Linked DNA regions of Mus musculus: regions 2 and 3 are each linked to region 1. The links are chromatin contacts, called in public Hi-C maps. All regions are on one chromosome and are shown on one strand. The core of a region is the stretch at or near the end of the contact, and the rest is flanking DNA. Distances in the headings are between cores, read along the strand shown. Region 1 has its middle 120 kb from the start of Dpt. Region 2 has its middle 8.8 kb from the start of Xcl1. Region 3 overlaps Gm39691 (a long non-coding RNA gene).

Region 1 (3,766 bases), core at 949-3,448:
TCTTATTTTTTTTTTGTTGCAATTACATTTCTGAACTAGTGGTTGTTTGAGGGAATACTGATAAATTCCTATAAATCTGAGAAACTTCTAAAAAATATCTGTACTATTATTTTCACCTAAATCCACTATGGTTTGACATATATACTTTGAAATAATACAATTTGGAATTTGCTTAGACATTGTTTATAAACTAACACAAAATGTAATACATTTTGATTAGATTTTATGTGTATGTATTAACAATATGTATACTAATAATGTAGAGTATTATCATCTAGATCGAGATCTATATAGACATGTATAGTTGTAATTCTACTATAGATATAGATATCTTTTTGGACACATCTCTATGTCTCCATGTCTGTATCTATGTCTTAAAGCTGCTTATCACGCATTTTAAATGATTTAGATGTGAGCACTACTTTTCTTAAAGTCATTCTCATCTAAGTGATTTTACTCACTCAGTATTCCAAGTCACATTATTTTTCATCCATTCACTTTTAGTCTCTCTAGGTTTTTATATTTAAAACATGCATTTTATAAAGAGTGTAGTGTATGCTTCTTCCATCCCTTGTGATACATTTTATTTTTTAATTCACGTATTAATCTATGCACATTTAGTGTAACGGGTACAATTTCTCATCTTAATACATGCATTTTTCTATTTTAAATGCTTATTTGCTTATTTTTATTATTCCTTGTTTTTTTGTTAATAAACATCTTTATTATTTGTAACTTTCCTTCATTATTCACTTTTAAATATTCTTTCAGTGGTTACCATAGAGACTTACAATATGGTCTTATGACTAAGAGAAATTTGGAGTATTAGCAGCTTTTTGAAAATTCAACGACCTTAGAATATGCTATCATGATAGAACATGCAGCCTTTCTTCTTTCCTGCCACTGATATCATAACTGCAGTTGTACAAATACTTTAAATTCTCCATGTTTGTGATACATGCCTGTCTGTCACATTTCCCAACATACCTCTACTATACCCTCCTTGTCATCCAGTTCTGACATCCCTCTTCCTAAGTATCTTAGACTTCAACTTGTCAAGGAAACTCCTCTGTGGCCACAGATGGTGCTGTGCCCACATTATCTGCTGGACCATTGCTGTGTTGCACTGGCCTCTTTAGGTCCTCACCTCCTCACTGACCACTCTAAATACTAAGATATCCAGAGGCCTGAAACTGGAGATTATTTATATTTTAATGTCTTCTTATTGAATTCAATGCCTGACACTTTGCAAGCACATGTTTAATGGGTAAGTGACACGACAAAGGTTACACCCCCCACCCCTGTCCATTGAATACCCTCTGTGGTATTTTCTAAGTTCTTCTTTGGATCAGTCAAGCATTGACTGAATCTTAGGTCTCTTAGTAATGAGGGGAGCACCTGTGTCACTCTCATTGTACAGATGAATACATTAATGTTCAGAGATTTTATGTTTCTCAAAATCATAAAGCCAGAAAATGGCAAGGCTGAGGTACAGCGTCTAGGCTGACTCTGGAACACAAAGGCTTACCACAAATGCACAGACTAATGGACTTCTTAACATCTGTTGGACCCATTTCCTTCCCACTTTCCATCAATTACCATCTAGAGTTGAACACTGATGACAATGTCATTCCCAGTAGAAGACTTTCTGGATGATGGTCACCCACAGTAAATGCTTATAAATAATCTAGAAAGTAAGTGAAGATACAATTGTTATCATACATAGATCTAGCAAACAAGTACCTGAGTTATTAATATTCCTGAGGTAGGATGAGATTGGAATGGGCTAGATACTCGAACAATATGAAATTCAAATTCTCCTAAAGATCTAGGTGTGAATTAGACTCTTGGAAACAGATTTGAGCTGTTGCAGGCTATTTGTATAGATGGCTTTAAGTATATTCGTTGTGCCTGCTCATTGAACACAATCATGCATATTCTATAGGCACAAGAAAATGCCAGTGTGTTAAGCATGGTGGCCTCCCTTTTCTAAAAAGATAATAAGGATCAAAGCATTATGCACAAGTTCACTGTGACCTGAGGGAGTTAAAGAATCTTCTAGGAGAGATTGACTTCTGAAGAGCGTGCCAAGTAGCACCCCAGAGGCTGCTGAACACCAGGGCACCATTTCCTTCCTCTCAGAAGCCTCTTCTGTGCTGTGCCAAAACTCACATCACTGTAGAATGCGGACGTGACATGCCCGATCCTGAGAGGCAGACACTGTTCTAGGGTAACCTTTTGGAGGCAGCTTCATCTTGCTGCCTGGGAACATGTTTCTTGGCTGTTGCCAAGAACATGGGGAGGAAGTAGGAGGAGCTGTTGGATACCACACGTTGTCTTCATAGTATATTACTTCAATGTCCAATTCTTTTCAGTTTCAGCAGCAGCCTGCCTGGAGTTTCACATTTCAGGTAGTGACTGATGGGACAGGTGGGACTTGCTGCTTCTGGTAAGGAGAGAGGGGTTTATATACTATAGCTGCTATGCAAATTTGCTATGCAAATCTAAAATGCCATTATATCATACATTACATATACTATGATGGGAATAGTAAACGTTGAGTTGCAAAGAAATCATGCATAGCAGCAGGAACAAAACCTAAGATGAAATCGGTTGTGAAAATTGGCTCCCTTAATTTAATTGGAGTTAAGAGAATTTAGAGACCTTGCCTTAACCTAGGGAAATGGGAATGAAAATAGGTTTAGGAGATTAAAGGGAAGGCATTTGGGGATTTATTTAGTAGAAAGAATTAACTCATGGTGTTGTCTACGGTTTGTACAACAGAATGTATTTTCCAAAACACACTAATTCTGCCAGCTAATGTGATCTGAATACCCTGTTTGTACAAGTGAAGAAGTTAGGTATCTAAGCACGGGTCCGTTGTCTATTACCTCTTGTCTAGGAAAGACAGTGTGGGCGAGAAACTGAGACCCGCTCTTCTGGTTCCAAATCCTATTAATGTTTTTCCTGGAATATAGAGTCATTGTTGAAAGTCCTCAGTGTATTTGAATAGGATATGACTATTACGTCATTTCTAGCATGCTGCCTAACTTTAGACCAAAGCACTGGGAACAGAATGACATTCGTGTGGGCTTGAGGGTTTTGTACTGGGCTTGGCACTCTTGTATGGAGGAAGTCATACAAAACTATAACTAGTACCCTGACCTGTACACTGACCACAGGATCCAATATTTCCTATCACTCAGCCTTCCTCTTTCCCCCCTTGGGAGTAGAACAGATTTTGTCAACAAATGTGGTTTGGGCACCGTGCTGGGCACATGGGGAATAGAATAGAGATTTATTGCAAAGCTCTAGATCCCAGGAGCCTGCAAGTGAGACTAATAAATGCCCATGTAGGAAATCTGTGGTGCCAGTTCTCTTAGAAGGGGTGTTTCCAAGAAAGAACAGACCTAAGAAGAGAAACTGCAACAAGCCGGGGACCCTGCCAATGGGCATCAACGAGGAGCTAAGTAGACTGAAGAGGGCAGACACTTATCTCCAAGTGAAGGAACAACATTGGCCAAAGCTTATCAGACACTGGAGCAAGAGAAAAAATGGATTGTTTGACCTCTCTCTTATTAAACATGTGTACAAGTACGTGTGTGTGTGTGTGTGTGTGTGTGTGTGTGTGTGTGCCTGTCTGTCTGTCTGTCTGTCTGTCTATCTGTCTGTCTATCTGTCTGTCTGTCTGTGCATATGCATGTGGAAGCTGGAGGACAACCTTCATGGTAGTTCCTCAGTTAATTCGAATTTGTTTTGTGAGGCA
Region 2 (3,766 bases), core at 932-3,431, 250 kb after region 1:
AGACTCAACACAGCTTCTTCCAAACACACATGACATAAAGTGTGAGCATTATAAAATGCTAGTAACTTAGGGAAATATCAGTCAAAGAAGAATAGGTTTTTTGTCTTTTTTGTTTTTGCTTTTGTTTTTTTGTTTTTGTTTTGTTTTGTTTTTTCAAGACAGGGTTTCTCTGTATAGTCCTGGCTGTCCTGGAACTCACTCTGTAGATCAGGCTGGCCTCGAACTCAGAAATTTGACTGCCTCTGCCTCCCAAGTGCTGGGATTAAAGGCTTGCGCCACCACGCCCGGCTATCAAAGAAGAATAGTAAGAAGAACCACAAAAATAATTCAGATAATTGTGACATTATACTAATAATCAACTTTCTGATCCCATAAGTTAAGTAACAACATCAGGGAATTTATTGGCTCCAGATGTCAAGTTAATGGCACCAATGTATAAACAAACACTTTCTCCTTTCTGTCCATTTAGTAATTGTGCTGGCTGGTTTTATGTTAACTTGACACAAGCTAAAGTCATATGAGATGAAGGACTCTCAATTAAGAAAATGCCTCCATAAGATCTATCTGTAAGCAAGCCTGTAGGGCATTGCCTTAAGTAGTGATTGATGGAGGAGGGCCCAGCCCATGGTGGGTGGTGTCATCCCTGGACTGCTAGATCTGAGTTCTATATGAAAACAGGCTGAGCAAGCCATGAGGAGCAAGCCAGTAAGCAGCATCCATCAAAGGCCTCTGCATCAGCTCCTGCCTCTAGGATCCTGCCCTGTTTGTGTTCCTGTCTAGCTTCCTTCAGTGATATACTACAACATGGAAATAAACCCTTTCTTTTTGTCATGCTTTTTCACTGTAGCAACAGCAATCCTGACAAGTACACTGATATATACCTCAAAGCCCAACACTATAGGTCTTGTATGAAGTTGCCCTTCATTGCAACATGAATCTTCCCAAACTAGAGAGCAGCATCTCTGTCAGAGTCTTTTAAAAAATGTACAATCACCCTTACTCCACTCCACTTACTATATGGTTATCAGTGTCCTTTGCCTTTTCTGCTCTTAGATCTGTGTCCATACACAGCTACTATCTAAAGGACTCATTGGAGGCCATACCAGCAGTCCTTTTTGTATCTCTAATGTAACAACAGAATTGAGCAGAGACCACGGGAAGGCCTTGTTGTAAGTATAGATTCCTAAACCAAGAACTTCCAGTAACATCTACAATTCAGGGCAGGATAAAACATTTGCTACACAATAGGCCTGGAAGTCGAGAGAAGTCTGATATAATTTGTCCAGTTCTCCTTTCACCTCTCCTTTACCCACACCCTCCATTCAATCTATTCAGAGAGAGGGCTCCACTCTTCCTTCCCACCACATTTAGTGAGACTATCACCTCACTCTGGCCGTGGGATCTTTATTTCTTCATGTTACAATGTGAAACTTCTCTTCGCCATCTTGACAAAAAAACAAACTTCCTGAGCAACGCCCCAAACTTCAGGAATATGCTACTTTTATTCTTTTTAATCCTGAAGACCAACTATTTGAAATAACTTAAAGAAAGAAGAGCATTTTTGTTTCATGGTCGCAGTACATGGCTCATCGGCTCCATTACCTGGCATCTGAGGTAGGACAGTTATTATGGGATTAGAGTGTGTGACAGAGCCGATCACATTGTGGTGATCCAGAAGGAAGCAGAAACGAGGGTCAGGCCACAAGATGCATCTTTCTAGTTTTAAACACTTCCCAATGTCAGAATAGGATGAGTTCATCAAGGAGTTAATCCATTCGTTAGGTCAGAACCCTATGTATTCAATCACATCCCCAAAACCTACCAGCTGGCACCAAGTCTTCCATAATGAGCCCATGGAGGGCAGATCAGAGTCAAAGAGAAGGGTGATTATTCAGTCTCAGTAATTATGCTGAGCAACATGGTTTGCCAGGAAATCAAGACACATCTCCTGCCTTTCACCCTCAGGTCTCCCAGTCTCCATTCTAATGTATACTAGCTCCCACCAAAGGGAGGGATTCAAGTCCTGGGGTCCCTCCTTCCCATCATCATCCTCCCTACAATCCCCCCACCCGCCTGTGTCCCAGATGCCCATCCCAAGCCTTTGCCTTCACCTCATTTGTCTTTTCTCTCATTACAGATTCATCTCTTGGCTCCTGTCTGCCTCCCACTGCTGTGTGACAAATCCCTTCTAAAATAGTGCCGGTGACTCACCAGTGGATACATTTTTCATTTGTATGTCCCTGTCTCCCAACCCCCAAAGAGCATCAAGAGTTTCACAGATATTCAGTCTTTTTTTTTTTCTTTTTCTTTTTCTTTTTCTTTTTTTTTTTTTTTTTTTTTTTTTTTTTTTTTTTTGCCCGTTCATCTAAAAAAGGATTGCCTGTCATAGGGAAATTAAAAAAAAAATGTAGCTTGGGCTTTGTCTGGATTGCGTGCATATCAAGCTGATACAGTGTAGCTGGACTTCGCCTACTTTATGGGTTCTTCTTTTTCCCATCCTTTATCTACCTCCCCCCCCCACACACACACACATTTTACTCCCTAACACTAGATACGAAAGAAACAAGGATAGAGGGGAGGGAGGAATTAGGAAAATCCCTGAATCTGATTCCTTTCCTTTTGTTTCTTCTTTAACCACAGCTACTAACAAACTGCAACCAACCTCCCTAAATGACCAAGAACCACCACCTCCTGGGGCCATACCATTTAAACACCCTCTGAAAAGTCCCCAGAATTCCACTTGTCATGCTATCACAGAAACTCTCTGCAGCTGGCAAAACCACACCTCTGCTAGAGCACAAGGCAAATCACAGTCAGCTCCGGACAGTCCAAGGCAGCCCCGAATCCCTACATCTGGGATTAAAATGAAAGCAGTCTCATAATACTTCGGTGGTTTTTAAAGAAATCAAAATCCCAAAATTGTCACTACAATACACAGTGCTTTTCTCCACAGCACTCTCCTTTCTTGTCTCCCTCTTCCTGGTGATTATAGTTTCCAAGGGGCTCACCAGAACTCATAGCAGAAATTATTAGACCAAAATCTTACCAATCAACTGTGCTGCTTCTTAACCACTCACCCGAGCTGCAAACCTCAAAAGGGCCTCAGTAGGTAGCCAGACCATCGCTGCCTTGCACATATCCCTAACCTCTCCCTGACTCCAGTGCAGACCAATGCACTATCAGTTCCCATTGTTCTCAACCATTTCCTACCTTCTTCTAAGTCAGTAGTTCACAACTCCTAATGCTGAGACCCTTTATCTTGCAGTGACCCTGCAACCAGAAGATATTAAGGGGGAAAAAAAAGCCTTCATGCCTGCAAATGTTGCTACTGTTATGAATCAAATTGTAAATATCTGTGTTTTCTGATGGTCTTAGGTGACTCCTGTGAAAGGGGCGTTGGGGTCGCGACCCATAGGTTGAGAACTACTGCTCTAAGCAACTATTCTAAACTTGGATGCATCATGTTGTCTTCTGAGCCCCTTTCCCCCTGCCCCTGTGCCCCCCCCCGTTCCCACCCCCGCCCCCACCCCATCCCTCAGGACCTTTCAAATCTGACCTCAACCTACCCTTCCTCTCTGCACTCTCTACCCCTCTCACCCAGAAGCAGTTTCCCTCAATTTCTTTACTGCCGTTCTTCTGGCAAAGATACCCACCCCATCATTTATTCCTGGCAAGTTCACTTTCTGGCTTAAAGGCACAATTCTTATGTCATCTCTTCTGTACAGAACCTTTAAAAAAAAAATCAACTTTCCAAGAGTGTATTTTG
Region 3 (3,766 bases), core at 811-3,310, 210 kb before region 1:
CTACGTGGTGCAAAATGGAAATGTGAGGCACTTGTTATATATAATTTTAAAGCCCAAGAGGATGATAACCTAGCATTAAACAGAACCTGGAGGTGTTCTGTGTGCTGTGAATGTGTAACGCCACAGGTTACACCCTTGGGAAGCCAGCCCTGAGCTGGGGCCAGGGTGAAACTGGTATTTTAAATCATTCTGTATGAGGCTTTTGGCTTTCCCAGGACAGCTAGCTCATGATACTAGAAGTGTGTGTGTGTGTGTGTGTGTGTGTGTGTGTGTGTGTGTGTGTGTGTTCCTGTTTTTGATAGCGGGGTGGGGAGTCAGATAAGCCTCAAGAAGAGATGATGTACTCCAGGCCTTTTAGTCCCACATAACACTTGGATGCATTTGTCGTACTCAGCTCCACTTTCAGCTATGTAACGGGAAAGGATGGCCACTTATTCGTTCCAATATTTACTTTGTTGGCAAACCTCTGCAAAACATCGGCTACATGGCAGGCACTGTGCTAGGCCCAGTAAGACAGTGGTGTTGGCAAGTGGCATAGTTCTGCTTTCCAGGGTCCAATCCCAGGCATAAAGATGCAGGCTTGTAATCCTCTTCACTGCCAAGGTTCTATAACCTTAGTGCTGAAGTCAAGGAGTCGGGTTGAGACAGCTTTAGGAAATGCTAATAGAATATTATGTCTGAAGCTCATTGGAATTGCTCTCTGTCAAGCCTGGTTTCTAACTCAGGTCCTAGGGTGGGTCCACTGCAAATTAAGCCAGTCATAAATTGCATCCTTCCACCAGCCCTAGATTATTACTTAGCAAACAGATAGATAATATCTCTTTTTAAAAGTGGTGTGAAGAAGAATTGATGAGGAAACAAGGTCAATCTGGGGTGCCCACCTCTACCTGGACACACAGCTCTACAGAAGCACTGATGATCAACAGCCGGCAGGCAAGAAGGTCACAATTATGCTGAGCACACGTCGGAATGCAGCACAGTTCGCTCTGTGTGTTTCCATGGTGACAGTGATAACAGCTTATATTTATAGAGCTTCTATCTCCAAGGAGCTCAAAGCACTTTACAGACTTACTGTTTCTCTGATTTAGGGAGAAAGAAGAAGAGGAAGAAGGAGAAGAAGAGAAGGAAGAAGAGGAGGAGGAGGAGGAGGAGGAGAAGACAGAAGGGATAGAGAGAGAGAAAGAGGGAGGGTGAGAGAGAGATGTGGACAAAGGATAGACAGCGGATGTGGTGTACTCTTATCCACATTTCACAGATGGCACAGACTTGGGAAGTCATTGACCAAGCATGTGATGGTAAACCAGTGACAGATGGCAGATTGGATGGGCATGATAGTTCATAGAACTCCTAAAACACTTGCTCCCTTGGGCAGATGTCAGGGCTGAGCTACTATCTCCCAATAGTCTAGATCCGTTCGGTGTCATGTGGGTGATGAGATAGCTACCTCTGCAAACATCAAAGGCATTTTCTCTTAACTATTGATGGAATGTACATGGATATTTGTTTTATAGAGATTTGGTGATAAGGTCTGAAGTCCTAACAGCAAGACAGCCAGCAGGCAAGCCCAGGGATGTAGGCCTAGGTGTCTTTATAACTTCTCATGGAAAGTTTTTCACACATGTTCACACACTGCTGCAAGTGGCTTTGTTTGAGTGCCTTTAACACCTTCGAAAGGAGTGCTTCTTGGGTCTCCCTTCCTCTGGCTTGTTCCTGACCCTTGAGACATGTGAGGGGGCTCAGAGTTATTTAAAGGCTGCAGTTGATGGAATTAAACATGAGCCTTACAAATCTCATGTCTACTCTTCTGTGTATACAGATGTTAACTGAGAAAAGCCCACCTCCTCTGGTGGAGATCTCATCCTTGTGGGTGGGTTAACAACTCCAGTTTCCTAACTGGAGGCTGCTCCTGCAGACTCTCAACTGCTCCACACTTCTTGCCCTCCTAGACTTTCTACTTACCTGCTCCACCATCTAGTCTTTGGAATATAGAAGCTATTTTCTCTTTAAAAGAAGAATCCATCTCCACAGAGCATTCAGTTAACCCAGCCAGCAGTCCCCATGGCAACGCTGAGAGACATGATCCTTTCTGCTGTAGATCCTCTGTGGTCCCTTGCCATGAACAACTCACACTGTTTCAGAAGCCGGCGACCTCAGGGTTTGCTAAAGATGAGCTGTTGTCCAGTTGCCCTGTGTCCATTTAGGCTTCAGGCACACTGAACTAAAGCCTTGGTTATTTGAGTAGTTAAATTCCAGGAAACGTCTGTTCTCTGAAGACATATGATTCCTCCTACATATGAAAATAACCGAGCCAAAGGACATGTTGAAAAGGGAATGCTTTGCAGAGGGTCTTCTGGCCCTCCAACACACCACACTGGACCCACTTCACCAGTTCCCAGAAACTCAACCATCCAGAGAGAGTAGGTTTCCCCTTCACTGTCCAAGTGGACTATAGTCACACTAAAGATCTTTCTGCTCCTCTAAGGGGCTAAGCTCCCTCTTAGCTTCTGGCCTTGGACTCTGAGGAGAAAGAAAGATTGCTGTTCGTCTTCACAGTTTTCATTCAGTATTCCCTAACTTCTGTTGAGTGGCCAAATTCTCTGTGGCTCTTCCCCAACTCACAGTCATAGCCTGTTCTTGCTTTACCTATCCCTAACCCTTAAGCACTCTCTTGGCCATGCCCAACCCCTATCCTCCTGCGTGTTCATCTTTCTTCAACACAACATTGGGCACACTCAGTGGCATTTCCTTATGTGAAAAGAAGTTTCTAGATATAATTGGAGATGCTTCTTGAATATAGAGAAAAAAAAACAATCCAGAAGCTTACCTTTAGATTAAAAATTAATACTCTAGACTTGGAAAGATGGTTCAGTGGGTAGCGCTTGTCATGCAAGTGTGAAGAGCAGAGTTCATACCCCTAGTACTACCATAAATGCTGGGTGGGCACAGCAGCCGTGTGTAATTCTAGAGATGGGAGATGCCCACAGCAAGTTATCTAGCTGGACTGCCCATACCAGCAAACTCTGGGTTCAACTGTGAGAGCTCACCTCAAAAAATCAAGTGGGGAATGAGTGAGGAGATTCTTCATGTCAACCTCAGTTCTCCACACGCGTGTGCACTCTCCCATGTGAACATGTGTACACATACACACAGTGCACACATACACATGAAGAAAATTAAGTCTGGCCTTGTGTGGCACATACCTATAATCCCAGCACTCAAAGACACAAGACTTCCAAGTCTGAGGCCAACCTGAGTTACACAGCAAGAACGTGTCCCAAGAACCAAAACTAAAACCAAACCAAACCTATACCCCTGCAAAAAAAAAAAAGACATTATTAAAGTAAAAATTATAAAAGTGGTGTTAACTCCATTTTGCTTTTACGTGTAAGTAGAGTTTTAGTCTAGGAGAGCCTAGTAGTTACTTGTTAAAGGCCCATAAATAAAGAGTAATACTTTAAAATAGTTTAAGCTGTGCTTCCTTCCTTCCCCCACCTTCATCTGTATCTGTGAACCAAAGCATGGGGTGGGCAAACTACTTTTTTTCTTTTTTTTAATTAGGTATTTTCTTCATTTACATTTCCAATGCTATTCCAAAAGTCCCCCAAACCCTCCCCCACCACTCCCCCCGACACACACACACACACACCCACTTGGCCCTGGCATTCCCCTGTACTGAGGCATATAAAGTTTGCAAGACCAATGGGCCTCTCTTTCCACTGATGGCCGACTAGGCCATCTTTTGATACATATGCAGCTAGAGTCAAGA

The links. A called contact is a pair of places that touch in the nucleus more often than the background predicts.
Region 2: a Hi-C map of cerebral cortex shows a contact between it and region 1, with 2.4 times the contacts expected there. The contact joins two enhancer-like sites. A contact is called at or near these places in 8 of 39 promoter capture datasets (cranial neural crest, embryonic stem cells, liver and 3 more) and 1 of 484 Hi-C or Micro-C datasets (cerebral cortex).
Region 3: a contact with region 1 is called in a Hi-C map of brain, with 2.3 times the contacts expected there. The contact joins two enhancer-like sites. A contact is called at or near these places in 1 of 39 promoter capture datasets (the 3T3-L1 cell line), 1 of 15 datasets of contacts at CTCF or cohesin (the NIH/3T3 cell line), 6 of 484 Hi-C or Micro-C datasets (brain, cerebral cortex, cortical neurons and 2 more) and 1 of 115 datasets of contacts at active chromatin or transcription factors (neural progenitor cells).

Annotation. Positions count from the first base shown.
Region 1 is chr1:164,679,578-164,683,343 of GRCm38.p6, forward strand. No RefSeq gene overlaps it. Among named protein-coding and RNA genes, the nearest start is that of Dpt, 120 kb to the right of the region's middle. Within about 2 kb of position 2,199, at least 25 of the 459 cell types and tissues checked have an H3K27ac peak or open chromatin away from gene starts, as enhancers often do. A contact at or near this core is called in brain and cerebral cortex, where this site is marked.
Region 2 is chr1:164,924,825-164,928,590 of GRCm38.p6, forward strand. No RefSeq gene overlaps it. Among named protein-coding and RNA genes, the nearest start is that of Xcl1, 8.8 kb to the right of the region's middle. Within about 2 kb of position 2,182, at least 15 of the 459 cell types and tissues checked have an H3K27ac peak or open chromatin away from gene starts, as enhancers often do. A contact at or near this core is called in cerebral cortex, where this site is marked.
Region 3 is chr1:164,474,026-164,477,791 of GRCm38.p6, forward strand. Gm39691 (a long non-coding RNA gene) reads left to right here. Exons shown (of 2, transcript XR_865695.2): 2 at 1-95. Among named protein-coding and RNA genes, the nearest start is that of Gm39691, 2.4 kb to the left of the region's middle. Within about 2 kb of position 2,061, at least 6 of the 459 cell types and tissues checked have an H3K27ac peak or open chromatin away from gene starts, as enhancers often do. A contact at or near this core is called in brain and cerebral cortex, where this site is marked.